2 separate regions of the Gasterosteus aculeatus genome follow, and region 1 is linked to region 2. Evidence: chromatin contacts called from public Hi-C data. All regions are on one chromosome and are shown on one strand. The core of a region is the stretch at or near the end of the contact, and the rest is flanking DNA. Distances in the headings are between cores, read along the strand shown. Region 1 overlaps pvrl2l (PVR cell adhesion molecule related 2 like). Region 2 holds the start of pvrl2l (PVR cell adhesion molecule related 2 like).

Region 1 (2,700 bases), core at 75-2,574, 210 kb before region 2:
TCATCCGCCGCTCCGTATCTGGTTCAGGGTGAGAAGAAAAACAAGAGAGGATTCGTTTCATTGGAATCACTAATCGGCGCTGATACCGTCCGTAGCCGAGCAACAAAAACGCCACGCACGCAGCAGCGAGTTGGCGTCTAATGGAATATGTGTAAGCGTCATGAGTAATCACAGCTGCGATGATACGCAGGTAATCAATAGTTTCTACTCAGCATTCAGAATAATGCTCAGCTAAAAGCCGCCCGTTGGGTCCCGAACGCTCACTAACGCCGCCGTTCTTTGGTGTGCAGCTTCATCAGCTGCGTGTCACGCCGACCTCGACCTCTCCTTTCAATTAAGAGCCAATTTGTGATTCGCTGACGGCTTGCGAGGCCTCTAACTCGACTGTAAAAGCATCTTATTACAAGCAGTGCTTTTTTTATTTCAAACAAGGCTGACAGCAGCTGCACACAACAGCAGCCACCACCACGAATGCTTGAGCACAATCACCGGCTGCAGCGGGGATTTTGGCGGCAGCAACAAAGGTAGGGTGGAATTTTTCCACAGGTTGTTTGGGTCCTCTTTGTTGGGAAAATCATATTTCATCACCGGTGGCGAAGTAAACGCTGTCACGTTTGATACAGAGATGATAAAAGGATAACTGCCCCCGTGATTTGCACTCGTTTGGTTTCACTACGTAGTGCATTTTAGCTGACGCGCGTATGATTCTTCACTGGGGATGAATCAGTCTTTGCACTGCAATGTTCTTTGCGGTGTTGAGTCTTCCCTTGTACTGCAGCTCGTGAAACACATCAGAATGAAATTGAATATATTAAAAAAAATCAAGCAAGCAGAAGTGACGTCCTCCTTATCCTTACTGCTGCTGCTTATCCTTTGGTCAAATAACCCACAGCTTACAGATCACGAGAAACAAAACATACACAACACAATTTTGATCACTTCCCAAACTAATTTCAATCAACCTTCATTGTAATTTGGGGTTGCCGAAAATAAATGTAACAACATGCATAGCTAGTTGCAACGAGTCATGAGTCAGAGAAGCTGAAACTACGTCTTTCATCATAACAAAAGACTGGGTGTGTTTCCTCCTCCATCTCGCCAGCAGGTGGGGTTCTGGTCCAAGCTTTAACGGACCTCTAGGAGGGAGAGAGAGATGAGGAAAGGAAAGCTTAAAGAAAACTTGAAAACAAAGGAGAGAGGGGACAAATATCCAGATGCAGTAGAGGATGAGGTAGGAAAGAAGGAGGGGAGGGAGGAGGGGTGAAGGCGGTGAGAGACAGATGGGAGGCGGGGCACAAGCACACAAGATGCATGTCAACGGGACGCTTCCACCGGCGACGTGCGGCCTTCACGGGAGGCAAGCTGGATGTGTGCGTGGGAGTGAAGGGGGTTGGCTATGGAAGATGAGGGCGGAGGACAGGCAACCGATTGGTCAGGGTGGGGGTGGAGGGTAGTGGAGAGCACCCAAGGATAGTAGAAGAAGAAAAGATGGATTACTTGCACCTTTCTTACTCATTACATCCCTGAACAGGCAGGAAGCACCGGCCACTGTCCTCATACACTCCCAAGGGGAGGTACCACGCTTTGGGTGGAGGTTTCCATCCACCTGTGTTCATGAGCGCATCCACGGAAAGGCCAGAGAACACTTGACCAAATATAGCTATGGGAAAATACCCGTCGGCATCAGTAAACAACGAGTAGCAAAAGTTGCCTGATTTTGCCTGATGTTCATTATTAATAAAGCGTTTGAAAGAGCACTGAAAAACAAGAGCTGTTGCCAACAGGTTTCCGAGGGAATGAGATGGCGTGCTCTGAGAAGTAGTGAGGGATGATGACGCTGGTAGCTGGAGTTTGCGCGAGAGGACCACAGATGTGAGCACAGTAAACAAAGGAAGCGAGGCTCCTTTGCCACTCAAGACGCCGATGGCCACATGAGCCTCAGCGCTCCATCTGAAAACCGGAATTCTGAAGCCTCACAAGACTTTAAACAGGGCGCTGTTTGACAATCTTTACCAAACCTATGAATATTGTATAATCGGTCTCAACTGCCATCGTCTCCCCAAACGTAATCTCACTGTAGTTGCCGTGTGCAGCTATTTTAGAAGTGAAAATGTTAGAATTAAATGTAAGAAAATGTTCTAACTGAACGTAACCGGAGGTTTAGCAGAAGTGTCCCATCCATAAATTCTACTTTTGGCTTTAGTGGAGGAGAACATTCAGACCACTAGCTGATGAAAATCCACGGCTTTGGCAAACGTTTCGCCCATTAAGTTATTATTATGTTCCCTGCCAGCTGGAATGATACCTTCAAAAACTTTGCTTCTACTCTAGTTTCTTGGTTAATGTTTCCAACCATCCACATGCTGTGGAAGTGATGAGTGTAGCGATAAGTGAACCCGCCCACTGTCCCTTCCTGCCTGTGCTCCACACATCCGTATCCCAGCTCCCCCTTCTCCTCCATTCAACTCCATCTTTTACAGTCAATCTTTATTTGAAATGCAGCTCAATTTCTTCATCAGCGAGTCGGCGCTGGAGTTGTTGGAATATATATATATGTGAATTATCAAACATTGATATTGTTAAATCAATAGCCAAGGCCTCATTTTGTATCATTGCTTTATAGAAGTTAAAATGAGTGGGTGGAAACTCCGGCTGTTCCGGTCCATTTTTCACTCCCTCGCTTGGTAGCAAAACACCCCG
Region 2 (2,700 bases), core at 125-2,624:
TTAATATTAAATGACATTTGTAACGGCTTGCTCTAAACATTATGCGTCTCTTCTGGTACAGGAGCTCATCAATACTTCATCATTGTGAACATTTCCCATGATGACACAAACAAACAAAGTTCCCTTCATGGGGAGTTTGTCGGATTTAAAGTGGTTCGAGGGGAAGAACGCAGAGCTTTTTGTTGGGACTGAGGCTGAATCTTAATTCAACATCATGTCCTTCTTGGGGAAAATATATCAAGTGTTTAATTAACTTGTGAACATACCCATGTGTCTTATAGCGGAATAGGACTATCGTTGATCTGAGAGTTATGCAGGGAGACGTTAGTAATAACTGCCCCCCGCGCTGCAGACACGGAGGTGATATTTATTCAGGGCTCTCAGCCTCTCTGAGGGGCCACAAACCAGCACCGACTGCTGCCATTACCGTAATGCCCGGTAATCAACCCCCCCCCCCCCCCCAACGCACACGCAGGTAAACACAGATTACAGGTGAGCCGCGTTGTTAAAGAGGTTTAGTTGAGAGGATTAGTTGTTTCCCTGAACAGTCTGAAGCAGTGAGGAATCAGGACCACAACAACAAGGGGCACCAGGCCAGCAGGGCCACACCTCGCTCCCCAGAACACACACACACACACACACACACACACACACACACACACACACACACCCACACACACACACACACACCCACACACACACACACACACACACCGGCATAGTGCTTAAACGCGGTCAACTTTTGTTCCTTCTGTTTCTTTACAACAGGTCACAGACAAGTGCGGTACATTACGCGCGCACAACGCAGGTGGAAGAGCGGGCACAGAGGGGACAGGGGGACAGGGGGGACAGGGGGACAGCAGGACAGGGGGGGGAGTTGCCTTACCTTGGACCGCGAGGAAGATCGCCGCCGCCAGCCAAGCGTTCCTCCCCGGAGGGACCGGGCGGCGCGCTGCGTGATCTCTCGCCATTCTTCCGCGCGGAACACGAGCTGGACCTTAATATCCACCACTGCGCCGCGTTGTTTCTGCGGCGTGGGGAGTTGGCGGGTGTCGGAGCGAGCTCGGTTATTCCTTCTCGGATCGACTCGAGAAACTTGCGGAGTGGAGCGCAGACTGGGCCGGGGGCGGGAATCTGCAAGTTGCGGCTTGTCGTTGCCGGTGTGTCCGTCCGCTGTCTCTCTCCGACCAGGAGCGCGTTCACTTCCTCCGTCCGACTTTCACTGGACGAAGAAGAAGAAGAAGAAGCAGAAGAAAGGGGCCGGACAGGTAAAGCTACGCGGCTGGTTGGTGCGCGTCACGGTGCGTCTGGCCGCGCAGAGGACGGAGCGGGATGTGCGGCGCGGCGCGGCGGCTGAGCGCGGAGCACCACGGTGATGTCAGCAGAGCGTCACCAAGAGGACGCGAGCCGCAACAGAGAGATGCGGGGGGGGGGGGGGGGGGTGGAGGGGGGGTGGGGGTCCCAAACAAACACACAGGCGTTGTGTGTTTTAGTGCCGTCATCCGTCATTCCGTTGATTAGAGACAATACTGGATGATATCTTAATGAACAAGGGAATCATTTGGTGGAGTGAAGCTACACATTTACTCAACTTCTATACTTCTGTACAATTTACTTTACGTGCGTATTTCTTTTACTCCTCTACTTTACAAAGGTGGATATTATACATGTTTACTAGAATCCTTTCATTTTCCAACCGCTTTTATATGGAAATGATGGAATTGTTTTCATGAACACCCAAAGCAGTGTCTCGATGCCTTAGCAACTCGGAAACCTCTAATGGTATTTTCAAAACAACGTTGATGTCTCCCAAGAGAATCCGCCTGTATGTAAGCATATGAATAAAACGTTGGCAGCGTGTCCTTGAGTGGGGACCTCAGTGGGCTTCACTGGCACATCACATCAACAGCTCCCCCAGCACGCGCTTTCTAAGAAGCCCACGAAGCCCCTCGTTAATGAGAGAGCGGAGGAAACCTTAGGAGAGGTAACACAAAGAGAAATACTGCTTCTGTGCAGAGACAATTAGCCTGCACACGTAACTGGCAACAAAAACAAAGAGATGTTTGTACCGTTCAAAAGAAGAATTCAGCATTAATACAGTCAAACGAGTCCAGTAGAGGTAAAATAGCTGCAACGTAGGAGGAGGATGCCATGGCAATATTACAGGACAACGAGGAAGAAAAGATACAACCAAGAGACCATAAACTGTCACCTGCAAATGATAACAATCTAGGGATATTAATGAAAACCTTAAGCATTTGCATGTTGATGTTGTTTGAAAGTTGCACAATATGATCGGAGATGTGCTCTAAAAGGGTGTAAACACATTATTCACTTAATCTCGATTTAGATCTAAATCCTGACTCACTTGTGTGTTTTATCTATTACATCAAAACACACACGCACACACAAGTACAAGAGACGTGCGCACGTGATGGATTCTGCCATCTTTGTCGTCCCCTGCTTAGAAAGAGCGATGCGCCGAGGTTTGTTTTTCTTTCAAAGACAGAAATGTTTCAAATGCGGGAGCGTCGGAGGTAAATAAACAGAGCCCACTCCGCCGCACGGAGAGGACGTTCTCCCTTCGTTCTCCCTTCGTTCTCCCTTCTGCCGGGGACGATAAGGAGAACGTCTTTGAAGTCGACTGCGGCGGAGTTGCTGTTGACATAAGTAACACGGGCAGATTGGCTGAGACTTTGT

Evidence for each region. Hi-C and Micro-C count contacts between places; a contact is called where the count stands out from the background.
Region 1: a contact with region 2 is called in a Hi-C map of whole body, with 5 times the contacts expected there. The contact joins the enhancer-like site here to the promoter of pvrl2l in region 2. A contact is called at or near these places in 3 of 6 Hi-C or Micro-C datasets (skeletal muscle, tail fin and whole body).

Annotation. Positions count from the first base shown.
Region 1 is chr10:2,789,090-2,791,789 of fGasAcu3.hap1.1, reverse strand. pvrl2l (PVR cell adhesion molecule related 2 like) reads right to left here. Exons shown (of 10, transcript XM_040189452.2): 7 at 1-18. Among protein-coding and RNA genes, the nearest start is that of LOC144383502, 15 kb to the left of the region's middle. Within about 2 kb of position 1,324, at least 2 of the 9 cell types and tissues checked have open chromatin away from gene starts, as enhancers often do.
Region 2 is chr10:2,580,706-2,583,405 of fGasAcu3.hap1.1, reverse strand. It overlaps pvrl2l (PVR cell adhesion molecule related 2 like), which reads right to left and starts at 1,374. Exons shown (of 10, transcript XM_040189452.2): 1 at 887-1,374. The coding sequence starts at 971.